3 separate regions of the Sus scrofa genome follow, and regions 2 and 3 are each linked to region 1. A link is a contact called in public Hi-C data. All regions are on one chromosome and are shown on one strand. The core of a region is the stretch at or near the end of the contact, and the rest is flanking DNA. Distances in the headings are between cores, read along the strand shown.

The links. Hi-C and Micro-C count contacts between places; a contact is called where the count stands out from the background.
Region 2: a contact with region 1 is called in a Hi-C map of skeletal muscle, with 7 times the contacts expected there. The contact joins two enhancer-like sites. A contact is called at or near these places in 5 of 47 Hi-C or Micro-C datasets (heart right ventricle, liver and skeletal muscle) and 1 of 2 datasets of contacts at active chromatin or transcription factors (skeletal muscle).
Region 3: a contact with region 1 is called in a Hi-C map of skeletal muscle, with 6 times the contacts expected there. The contact joins two enhancer-like sites. A contact is called at or near these places in 6 of 47 Hi-C or Micro-C datasets (embryonic fibroblasts, fetal heart ventricle, heart right ventricle and 3 more) and 1 of 2 datasets of contacts at active chromatin or transcription factors (skeletal muscle).

What each region holds. Positions count from the first base shown.
Region 1 is chr15:107,042,956-107,047,225 of Sscrofa11.1, forward strand. No RefSeq gene overlaps it. Among named protein-coding and RNA genes, the nearest start is that of RAPH1, 47 kb to the left of the region's middle. Within about 2 kb of position 1,701, at least 27 of the 83 cell types and tissues checked have an H3K27ac peak or open chromatin away from gene starts, as enhancers often do. A contact at or near this core is called in mesenteric adipose tissue, skeletal muscle and subcutaneous adipose tissue, where this site is marked.
Region 2 is chr15:107,235,328-107,239,597 of Sscrofa11.1, forward strand. No RefSeq gene overlaps it. Among named protein-coding and RNA genes, the nearest start is that of CTLA4, 46 kb to the right of the region's middle. Within about 2 kb of position 2,579, at least 17 of the 83 cell types and tissues checked have an H3K27ac peak or open chromatin away from gene starts, as enhancers often do. A contact at or near this core is called in skeletal muscle, where this site is marked.
Region 3 is chr15:107,197,435-107,201,704 of Sscrofa11.1, forward strand. No RefSeq gene overlaps it. Among named protein-coding and RNA genes, the nearest start is that of CD28, 71 kb to the left of the region's middle. Within about 2 kb of position 2,472, at least 14 of the 83 cell types and tissues checked have an H3K27ac peak or open chromatin away from gene starts, as enhancers often do. A contact at or near this core is called in mesenteric adipose tissue, skeletal muscle and subcutaneous adipose tissue, where this site is marked.

The DNA.
Region 1 (4,270 bases), core at 451-2,950:
AATCTAACATTAATTATGTTATTTCTTCTTCATCTTTTCCTCTGCTCAAAACTGAAAATTCTTCTCTAGAAGAGCCAAGCCTCTCTACAATGAATCTCCTTTACTTTAAAAGAGAATAGAAGCAGCAAGAGCTGAATAAAATACATTTTTTTTACATTTCAAACAATCTTCATTTAAAAGATGTACAAAAGTGTATGCATTTGTGGGTTGTCATATTTACCTTTTTTTTTTTTTTTTTGAATTATAAACTCATTGACAGCCCTGGGGCCTGGAGTTGGTGCTGTTTATTTCCCAGGCTGATACAGCAGAGGTTGTAGTTCCATGCATGGCACTTTGATTCGTGGGATTAGAAATATAAAAGCTGATCTGCGGGGGGAAGGAGAGTTTTCAGGAGGCACGTGCAGCTGCTGTAGGAGCACGACTGCACACTGGCCAATCTGACAGTGGCACTGATGTCCCCTCTCAGGTTTTCATGTGGAGGCAAAGAGAAACAGATGCTGCTGTAAGGCACACCCCTCATTCTACTGCACACATAGAAGGGAAAAGCCAGAGGTTCTGATGTCATTGTGCTCCCAGAGGCTTTTTTTTCCTGGATCATTAGTTGCCAAGATCTGGGGTAATCGCGAATTAACCCCTGGAAGGCACCAGATACCTACTTTATTTTGAACATAAGTAAATAAGCCCTTCTTAAAGATTCCTACTCCCCCCACCCGTCTTCTTTTTATGGTGTAGGAACATGCAGATTTCAGTGAGTGGTTTTTCTCTTTGTGTCCTGTCGCGATAGTCTTTTCCATTTCTAGAAGAGACTCCCGTATAAATAAAAATCAAACATTGTTTTGCTATTCCCAATGTCTTTAATACCATCTATTATTTTAATTGGCCTAGTCACTTCAGAATTAAAACAGTAAATGTTCAGTGAAGCTTGCATAAGGGATGCCTGACCCTTGGGAACCTAGAAAAAAGACAAATTCAAATCCATGTAGATTTATCCAAATCACTCATATACTAGCCTAGGTCAGATGCCTTACATTTAACCTCATCCAGTGTTTCATAAAGCTGCCAATTCACCTGCATGTCATCCAGATGTCTTATTTTGGTCTACCAAGGTTCAGACTTGGGTCTGTAAATACTCGCTAATATTTTCTTTAAAACTTTAGCAGATGTTACTGGTAGTCAAAGGACGTCAGCCATAACAGGATGGTCCTTATTACTAACTAGACAACTGGAGTCATCCAGCAGCAGAAGCCAGTGACTGGGAAGTAACTCACCTAAGGCCCTTTCCCTGGTCTTGCCAGTGGCAGGCCAGAGGAACACAGGCAGACTGGGAATTTCCTCTGGGTGGTGTCACAGAAAACCTGGGAGGATTTGCAAGCTGTGGCAGGAGGTGCTGGTTAAGTGGAGATATTAAATGGAGTCACTGTTTAAGTAATTGCGATAAGAACGTGCTTTTAGAGAACAATCAAATCTTTACAGCTTCCAATAGGACATTTGATCTGCTTCCCCATTTCTCTGTTCCCCATTTGAAGAGGGGGCTGGATCTCTGGTTGGTAAGGCCTCCTCCCTGAATTTCAGAAGCGCCAAAATAACAAGCAGTGTCGGGCTGGGTGATTTTCCACGTTTGCCCTGTTTAAAGGAAGAAGCTTGTCCTACCGTAAACAGTCATGGGAACTGTTTGCTTTGGATGGGCTTGGTCCACAAGGGCGGAGCAGGGCCTTCTTACTCTGGTTCCTTGCCAAGATGGAAATCTGGTGCCAAGGGCTTCCTAGTCTTGCTGAGGCATTCTCTAATTTGAATAAGTTCGGTCTGAAGTAAGTGTGTTGGGGAGCCTGGGGACAGTAATAGTGGCTTGAAATAAAAATAGTCACTTAAAATAGCAGCTTGTGCTAACCTAGCGTGGAACAGAATTCATGGTCATATCTTGGATGGATTATTTCCTGGATCTGTTTGTGCTCCGCCAACGATTAGCGAAGGCTCTATCCTGAGACTGTACTGTCCATCTATGGAAGTCTTTGGGATGTTTCTACTCTCTTACCTCTATTAAACCTAGAGGATAAGCATTCTGGGTGATTCAGCATAGTCAGGAGCAAATATGCAGTCCATAGTCTCCAAATGGGTATTCAAAGGTGAGGTGGGTGGGGTGGCTGCTAGAAGCCAGTTTTCCATTCCAGTCATTCCATTACTCACTCTATTCAGAGTGGATGATCTGTAGAGCTGTGGTTCTAAGTACTGCCTTGAGTTTGAACCCTGCCTTTACCAATTATTTGCCATGTGCCCTTCCACAAATTGCCTGAGTTCGCCATGCCTCTTTGCCACTGTAAAGTGGGGATTGTCATGAGGTCTCAGTAAATGAATGTAGATGAAGTACTTGGAATAAAACCCAGCACCAAACAAGCACTCAATAAACATTAGCTACTTTTGCTTTTTCCTCTTGAAACGAGTGATGCCTACTGACCTCTGACTCATGGTCTAGCTTGATGGTTCTGGCTGGAGAGGGAAATAAAGGAGAGAGAATAGTGTGTGAATGTGCCTTCTGTCTTCTTTAATGCCTGTGTTTACCCACATCTGTGCACAAAAGCAGAATCAGGCCCACTGAATGCTCAAACATGTATGAAGGTTTCTTTCAGAAATGGTCTTTCTGGCTTTTATGCTATCAGATAGATCAGTTGTGTTTTGAATGAGTCTGTCCTTCCCATGGCTGAATTCAAGCTGTGCTTACTCCAGCTTACTTTACAGTGGTTATGGTGTGCCATTCCTGTAAGATTTTTGACAATGATCTATGGGAACAGTCATTTCTGCACACAAATCATGGTTGACCAAATCCATATATTCTCTCAGATGAGGAGCGCAGAACCTCTAAAATACCACATAGCAAGGGGTGAGCGGGACATTTCCAAGCAACAGATTATTGTACAACAATTTCCTGTGCCCCAGCCTCCTCTGACCTCAGCTGCTTTTTTAAGCGACTGACCCACAGCTCCTGTTATGAGCCACATCCCCACACCTCCCCCACGAAGCTCCATCAGCCACTCCCTGGCTTGGATCCTGGCTTCCTTTTGTCACACAGAAGATCACGTTGATTGAACTTGGTGTCCCCTTGTTACTCCCTTTGTCAAGGGCCCTGCAGTCCCTGGTGTTTGTGTGTTTAATATGCCTGGCAAGTATTCATTTGTTCACTCATTTATTCATGCATCTGTCCATCCATCTATCAGGCATTTATTAGGAACCACTAGGTACTAGGCATTGCAGTAGGCACTGGAAACGCAAAGATTATCCAAGTTCTCTATGGCAGGGACCGTAGCTTAGACTCTAGAGGGGGAGAGAAACACAAATGGTTCAGAAAAAAAGGTAGCAAAACTGTGTGGGGCAATGGTTAGAAACATGAGCTTTGAGCCTGGGTGCTTGGATCCAAATTCTTGCTCTGCTTCTCCCAGGCTGTGTGCCCTTGCACAAGTTACTTCACTTCTCTATGTCTAGTTCCCTAGTTCCCTTCTTGTAAAATAGGTAGCATCATTGTACCTACTTCATAGGGTCGTTATAGGAGTTAATATTTAGGAACTATGTAAAAGAATGCCTGAAATATAGTAAATGCTCTCTGGGGTTAAATAAATAAGTGCAACCACAGAGATACACAGGAATCTGGTTGGAGCAGCTAGTCCCATTGGCAAGATCAAAAGTTTGTTTCCTCTCAGCTCTGCGCCAGGTTTGAGGACCTCTTCCAACTCAGGAGAGTAGGAAAAAAAAAAAAAAAAACCAAAACAAGCCTGGTCGCTTTGGCTGTTGGGCATCAGGACCACTTTCAGTGCAGGCCAATATGTCCTGATCTTGTGCCTTATTTCCAGAAATGAGACTTTTGCTCTGTTTTTTGGACCAAACTTCTATCTTGTATCTTGGTCATGGTGACTGAGTCTTTGTCCTATTTTCCTGCATCCTTAGTTTCTGCCTGACTCTCTGGTCAAGGCTTCATTCAGCTCTTTCAGAGCAGAGGTTATGCCTTGCCCTTGCGGGTTTGCCCTTGAACACTGTTCTCCAAGCAGGATTCCAGCCACCAGCAGCCAGGCTTTCCTGGGGCCTGGATCTCTGAACATGACCTGCTCTAGGATGCCCCATGGCTGTTTCGCTCTCCCAACTACTCCAGGCCCTGCCCACGCAGCTGGTCTCTCTCAAGTGCCTGTTTCCCGGGCGTCTGCCTGGCCTTCAAAGGCAGGTGTTTAGTCTCATTCTTATCATCTTACTTAAGGGCTGTTCTGCCACCCCTTCATCTTTTTACTGA
Region 2 (4,270 bases), core at 1,329-3,828, 190 kb after region 1:
TGCAGGTCATTTGACTCTTGATTGGCCACAGAGATATGAGAATGACGAAGAGGTGGGTAGGACACCAGGTCTTGATGGTTGTACCATGATAATAATATATTTCCTAGGTAATGTGGTCAAGGCGTAAGAAAGCTCATGACACCCTTGTAAATTTTAGAAAGCCCCCACAGGCTCAGAGGGAGTTGTTATGCTATAATTACAGAGTTGACTACAGTCTTTGAAACGGGTCTGGCTGACACTACGATCCTTATTTTTATAGGGAATAACCCCAAGTGTTGGATTTAGGAACAAGTATTGAGTTTTTATTGGCTATACAATTGTCTCCCCAAAGGAAACCCTTTCATTGTCAGATAACAGGTAATGTTCTAAAGCCCTCCCTTGCTAATAAATCAAACTCTTTAAGGTTTCTTTGTAAGAGCTACCCCTTAGGAGTTGTGGAGACAGTGGAAAGAGCCCTGACCTGGTAGGAGAGAGTTTGGGTTCCACTCTCAGCCTAGCCACTCTGAAGCTATATCCATGAGCAAGTCACTTCACCCACCTGGAACCCAGCTTCCTCACTGTAAGATGAAGGAGGTTCCTTCATCTGTAACATTCTCTAATTCTATGTTCCAGTGGCTGGAAGTAGTGATGTAGTTCAGCTTGGTTCTAGAGAACAAATAGAGGCTTCCCTCCAATGATGGGCTAAATGTGTCCCCCTAAAATTCATGTGATGAAACCTGAAGCTCCAGTGTGACTGTATGTGGAGGATAAGGACTTTGGAGAATTAATGGTTAAATGAGATCCTGATCCCATAGGACTGTTGCCCTGATAAGAAGAGAGAGACACTAAATCGCTCTCCCTCTCTATACCCAGAAGAAAGGCCTTGTGAGGACAGGGTGGAAGGTGGCCATCTTCAACCCAAGGAGAGAGGTCTCACCAGATACCAATCCTGCTGGCACCTTGATCTTGTGGTTTCCAGAACTTTGAGAAAATAAATTCCTGTTGTTTAAGCCCCCCAGACTATTCTGCTATGGCAGCCCAAGTAGACGAATATATCTTATCCCTTAAGAGCTAGGCTATGATTTATTGGTTTGTGGCCTCTGGGAGAGCTTACATTTAACTTTTTTTCATTGGCAAAGGAATAGCAAAATAAACTAGATTCTGGAAAAGAAGGCACTCATCAGCTTTGGCATTTATAGGCCATGTCTCCTAAGGTCCAAGTGACCACATCTTTCCCAGAGTGAGTCATGGATGTCCATGGGGTATTTTCTCTGACTCCAACCAATTCTCTGACACCAGCTGGATGTCTATAATTCACCTCAACTCTTGACACTATATACCTGGAGTAGCATCAGATCCCCAGGTTAAAGAACTGCACCCTCTCCAGATGCCAGTTTCAAGTTCCAGGCTACCTGGTTAACTAGCTCTAAATTGGAGGGTTCCTATGACCACTGCCCCCCCCCCCGCCCCCTGACAACCAGGTTTGGCAATTTGCCAGAATGGCTCACAGATCCAGGAAAACTTTGCTTATATTTACAGATTTGCTATAAAGGATACAAATCAGGAACAACCACATGGAAGAAAGGCAAAGGGCAAGTTGTGAGATGAGTGGGGTATGGAACCAGCAATGCCTACACCATCTGCAGGCGCTCTGCCTTCTCTGATGCATGGATGTATTTACCAGCCAGAAGCTCTCCCAATCTCCTTGCTCAAGGATTCTTAAGACCTTATTTCCAGTCCCTCCCTCCCTTCCTCCAAGATTGGTGAGTGGGACTGAAAGGTCCAACTGTCTGATCACCTGGTTTCTCCTATGATCAGCTCCACCCTAAGGCTATTGAGTGGCCCTACCCTAAGTCACTTTATTAGCATAAACTCAGGTGTGATTGAAAAGGGCTCATGATGAATAAAACAAGACACTCCTATCAGGAAATTCCAAGGGTTTTAGGAGTTCTGTGCCAGGAACCAGGGACAAAGAGCAAGTATATTTATTATTCTATCACAATGTCCAACATGGATCGTGTTCAGCTTTAGCTGGTCCTCTTGTTCTCATGTGGATGAGACTGCGGGGTTACTTTCTGAGCAAAAAATGAGCATGAAGTCTTGAAAGATTTTGATGTTGACTTAAGAAGTTTTCTGTGAATTCTGCCAGAATATCTTGGATGTGGGGCACTGATGACTGAGCAGCTGTGTGGACTGTAGGGAATGTCCACACTGATTTCCAGAAAGGGAGATCTACACTGTTGCCCCAAAGACCTAGATCATAGGACAAAGAACATGGAAAATTGAGTTTTTATGTCTTCTCTTCCGTGGGAGTTCCCTGTTTGGGGCATGGCAGCAAGTGGACCCACAGGGGAGAGGCAGGAGTAGGCAAGCTGCAAAAGAGAGGGACACCAAATACGCGGGTCCCTGTGTGGAGTCCTGGGATCTGAAGCCCCAGGGTGACAGCAGCATGTGTCCATGGACTTGATCTGGACCCTGGGCTTTCTCTGGGGCAGCAGTAGGTCTTGTCCTGGCTTTCTTGGTGCAGCAGGATATTGACACTACTCAGTGGGATGGAGAATGTGGGGCCAGAGGACAGCTGTATGTTCCTGGGAACACACTGTATCTGGTACTGCTGTGAGTGTTGTATGTGTGTGCCAGGATGGCCCCTGTCCCAGGGGGACATCCTCCCGGGGCCTGCAGTGAAATCTTATTTATTCTCATTCCTGTTATTGGAAGGATGTCTAACTTGAAACAGACCACACTGAAATCTGACTCCACAGTATACTCCCAAAGCTGTGTGTTAAGCAAAATTATTTCTTTCTATTTTATCTGGCATTCACACAACTACATCAGAGTTCATGATGTCACTCCAAAGACGCTCCCTGAGGAATCTTGAAGAAGAGTTTTTCTGAATTCTCATAGAAACAAATATTTTAAAGAATAGGTACATCTAATGTTTGTAATCTATGGGAGAGATAGTTTTCTATATCTAGAATTCTAGATTTTTTCCAGAATGTTTGGGATTTTATTATTTTAGTGCATAAAAGTGCATAAAAGATTGTATAAATATTTTTGATTTACATAGGAAAATAAACTCTATTTATGCATGTTGGAATTGTTTTTTTTTTAAAGCAATATTACCTTGGTAATGAAAAATATTTATTATAGGAAGTATTGAAAGCATGTAACACTTGGAATTAATTGGAGTACTGGGTGTGCACATAGCATGACATTTTTATAAATATATAGTTGTTGATGCCTGCATCCAATTCATTTCTGGATCCTTCACAATCCCCACTTGTACTCTATATGTGATACATCCCTGCTAAAATTTTGTTGATTAATTTTTTAAAAGTAAATAGTCTGAACCACTTATTTGCATATCTCTGGAGTTACCTTAACAGAAATGGGAGTCTTATTCAAAACAGACCAAGAGAAAGACCCAAGGGAGCACAGCTTTTCAATTTGTGGTTTCAAATATTCACAGTTCACGGGGGCCTATTGCTTGCTGTCTCTTGACACTTCCCCATTCAGTACAGTACAGTTCATTGCTTTGATCTGATTTCTTTTATGCTCCACCGAACATGTACTTGCAGGCTGAGATGTTAAAAGCCTCCCTTAGGTGGCTGGCTCTCTGGTCTTAAGTCTGAAAAGAAGGAAATATCGCTACTGGCCTAGGACTCCCCAGAAGTGGGACAAGCCCAGCACCAGCTTTCTGAATCTTTATCATCTGCTTAGGCTCTCAGAATCTGTCAGAATTCTTAGTTGAAGGCAATGCAAACAGATATGATTTATTAAAATGACATTGGGTTGCTTGTCGGGTTGCTGGCAAAATAGTAGAATCGGGCTTAGAGCTACAGGAGCAGGGCAAAATAACCACACCTGTGCCACACAGTGCCACACTGCCACTGCCCTTGCCAGACGCTATGCTCTGTCTCTGATGCAGCAGCACTTCTGCTCCAGGTACGGGATGGGAACAACTTGCAATCAGTGCTGCCATGGAAACACCATCTTGCCAAGAATGCCACCACCTCTGGAGAGAGTCTTCAGAGTGGCTTCTTTGTGCCACTAGCAGCTGATTCACACTCCACAGTGGTTGCCTCTGATTGGTGAGTCCTGGATCCTGGGACTATCAACACTTGCCGGGGATGCCTGGAAAGGAAATACCTGGCATTTCAGTATTTATAGGGGCAAGTGGGCTCTGCCTCCCTTGAAGACTTGTTAGAAAGGCAACTCTTCAAATATAGGCAGGATGTTGACATGGCAGGCAGCCAAAAGGAATGATGACTGTCCATGATATGAACTAAAC
Region 3 (4,270 bases), core at 1,222-3,721, 160 kb after region 1:
GGTCAAATAATGGTTAATTTGGGGGGCTTGGTGTTGGAGCATGTGATGGGATATAGTTCAGAGAGCACATGGGAGAGGGGAGAGGAAAAGTACTGGGCATCATCTGAGAGTCTAATCCACAACCCCAAAACCATGGTCGTACATACGACACCTTTGAAGGTCCGCATGAGAGATTTCCAAGTCATAAATCTTAAAAAAAATGTTTTTTCATTATACTGGAACACAGGACATCAATCTTGGGGCAAAGTTTTAGAAAGTAGGGAAGAGTCCAGTCCTCTGGATTCAGACTGCAGACAAGGTTGAAAAATTAAAAATCTTATCAGGCATTTGTTTTGTTTTCTTCTTCACAATACAAGCAATTAACTGTGCCACTCCTCCACCCTCCATCCACTAAATGGCTGATTTAACAGCTATTTCAGTTCAACACTCTGATTTTCATAATTTACCGTTTAACATCTGGCTCTGTTCATATTATCAATTCTAAGTGCTAAGAATATGTTTAAATCAACTAAAATATTTCCATAGTGTTCTATTTAGGGAATTTTTCTCTGCCTGTCTTTTAACCTCCTAAAGGCAGCCAACCTATTAGTTAAAGTATTTTGGCACACTAAAACGATGAATGGTTTTCAAAGCTTGGAAAATGGAAAACTTCAGAGAAATCACAACCATATCCAGCTTGTAATGCTGTTTATGTACTTTCTGTGGGATGTATAACTTCATCCTGTGGAAGGATTTCCTTCACTCTGAATACCCCAAGGTGTCTGACTGATTTCCCTCTTCCTTTGGGGCTGTTTGTGTTTAAAAAAGAATGCCCAAGAGAAGGATAACCATCTTGCTGTTGCTTTATGGACACGCATGCATTCTCGAACAATTTCTGTCCTCTCTTCCTCATAAGTGATGAGATGAAGAATGGAGTTTAAGCGCATCATCAAAATTGCACAGTAAGTGGCCAGGGGTCTCTCAAATGGCACTAATAGAAGCTGAATTACCAGAGGAGGGGCACGCAGCTGGAAGTTAGATATTGCATCATCTGGCCTTCCTCTGCTGAACAAAGAAAATCATTTTGTAAAGTATTTACAGATGCTCTTATTTCCAGTGACATAGTGCATTTGTTTAATTGGAAGTTTTTCATCTGAAACTTTGAAATTTTCCTTAGTATGGAAAACCCCGTAACAATTCATGGGACCCTGGTGTATACTGGAGGAAAAAAGTGTTGAATCTTAAAGCTAACCCAACAATTTGCATAACCTCCAGAGGCTGATTATTCTGGGACATTTCCATTTATTTATTTATTTATTTATTTAATAACATAGATGATCTGTCTTTATGACAAAGAGAAGATCTAGAAAAATGGTCTCTGTAGCCATGACACTTTTCCTGCTGTGTGGTTTTCAATCTTTATTAGACACTACAGTGTGAATATTCAAACCGATATTCTTGGGAATTGTGAATTTCTGCAGGAAAGCAAGGATCAAGATGGATTTCCAAATGAAAGATACTGTTGTCATTTATTAGTTTATTAGCTTATTCATTTGGAGATTCCTCCAAAGAATCTCATTTTGGGAGTTCCCGTTGTGGCTGAGTGGTTAACAATCCAACTAGTAACCATGGCAACAGGGGTTTGATCCCTGGCCTTGCTCAGTGGGTTAAGGATCTGGCATTGCTGTGGCTGTGGTGCAGGCTGGTGGCTGTAGCTCCCATTCGACCCCTAGCCTGGGAACATCCATATGCCACGGGTGTGGCCCTAAAAAGACAAAGAAAAAAGAACCCAAAAGAATCCCATTTTATGCAGAGCCACAGAGACAGATGACGCAAATCTAAATATTTTCATATTTAATGTAAAGACTAGTGGTAAACACACTGTTGGCTTATTTTATGACCATGAATCAATTGCTCAGGAAACAATCCTTCAGTTGAATAAAGGAAAAGGGGTAGCATCTCCACGAGCCAGTTCAAATAATGAATTGATTGCCCCGCCACCCTTCTTTATCCTGTAGGAAAGTAGCCTGCAGAAAGGACAAGCAGGCACACTCTCGAAGCAAGCCAAGGGACACAAAAAGCAAACCAGCTGAATAGTATCTCCACTGAAGTCACTCCTATCTTTCCAATTCAGGATCTTGGGGGAATTTTTCTGTATATCTCCTGACAGACCCAAATAAACAGGAATACCAGGAAGAGTTTGTTCAGAGAGGTTAGTTTCAGTTTTCCAGTTTCTTGGAATTGATGGCCAGTGTTATTCCCTTCCACATGATGATTCACCCCTCCAACCCCCTCCTTTCTCTTTGGCTTCATTTCTCATTAGCGTAAGAGCTGGATAAAATATGTGTTGCATTGGAGTCAGATTAAATCAATCAACCAGCCAAAATGTGTTTATTAACTATTCAGAAAATGGCCTGTGCTGGGTTCTGTGCTGGGATCATGTGGAAGTGCCAGCCACGATCCTTTTCAATAGAAACGTAGATTTTTCTGTTCAAGATCATTAGGGTCCTTCTGTTCTAGCCAAGTCCATTCCCTTGCTGTCCATACACAGGACTCAGATTTCGTCCTCTGGAAAATTGCTGGGCTTGGACCTGAAATGCCTTCCCCACATCATTCTGGCAATTCATATTTTTCCAAGAATAGCTCAAAATTCAGGTCTTTCTAAAAGACTTTACAGATGAAACTTATCCCACTTTTATTTTTCTGTGTCACCTCTGCAGCTATGTTAGTTCCCAATCTGTATGTTCTTTGCGGATTCTTTGAATATGGACCATATCCATTATGGTGTCTCAAGTGTTTAAAAAAGCCCATTAAGGAAGTCCATAACATGATAACTACATAGCTCTATTTATTTTTAGTAACAGGGTTGATCTAAAAACTCATCCTGCCATTATTGGAAATAAAAGTATGACTGTCTTTTAAGCTTCTCCCTCTTGTGACATTATCTCTTTATCACCTTTTCCACAGAACGGTATCTTTTGCTTGAGGAGTAATAACAAGAAGCTTCTAAGAATTTGGTAGTACTTTGAAACAAATTTGTCTAAAAATTTCTTCAAAGATAATTTATATGAATATACTTGTCAACAGCATCTTTGTAATTGATGCTACATCAGAGAAAGTTAACCACACTTGTATCTGTGGATTGGGCACCCATTGGCATAGTTCCCCAAGCTCTTGGGGAATTTTCTGCCCTCTGACTGGGAAGCACTGGTTTAAAATATATGTCCTTTGACTGAACTTAGTGGAGTCGTATGGCACAATTTTAGAGGGACTCATATCAAGACAAGTGCCAGACCTTGTAAGATAATCTTTTAACTTTAAATTTAGGCTCTGAATTTTATTTCCTTATTTACTTCTTAATTTTCTTTCTCTGTTCCTCTCTCCTCCTTCCTTCCTTTCTTTTCTTTTTCCTCTTATATGCTTAATTGAATGTCTTGACCCTTTTTTAAAATTATTACTAAAGCATAGTTGATTTATAATATTGTGCCGATTTCTGCTGCACAGCAAAGTGAGCCAGTCATACATATAAATACATATATATGATATATATATATATATCTTCCAAAATGGAGCTCTTTGAATGATATATTAAGTCCAGCTCATTTTGGCTAATGCTAAAGGCAGACTTGAACCTTGTAAATAAGAGTAATAATCGTTTGCGCAAGGTTTACCATGTGTTAGACAAAAGCTTTACATGTATTAGCTCATTTAGCTCTTATTCCTCTAGGAGGTAACTATTGTTATAATAATAATAATTATTAGTATTATCCCCTTTTCCCTGTCACTCTGTATCCAGATTCTCTTAACTTCATTATCCAGGTTGACCTTCAGCCTGCAGATATATCCATTGTTAAAAAGCAACAATCCAGCTCCTAGTTCTGTTTCAAGGTTCCCAACCATCATGAATGTGTGTTTACTCCCTGTCATCATCTGCTTCTCTTCTATCCCCCAAAATGTACTTGAGGCTCTTTCCAAAGATGTGATGGCTAAAGTTTATTTAGGGAGTCATGGCCTGGGTTTTATTCTTGGGTCAGATGCTCTGACTTCCAAACGTATGTTCCGTAGGCAGTGCTGAAGTTCATTCTGAAGATTGTCCTGTGGCCCAGGTGTAAGAGCAGCTGAGATCAACCTCAGGCTGATTTCCACCTACTGCTCTTTATGAGGGGAACAGTAATAACTCTGGATGATCATAGGGCAGGTCCGTGAATACTTTTTGACACCATCTTTACCATCTTTACTGTAACTACAATAACAAGTTTCTCAACTATATTTTAATATCTGACTATGGCAA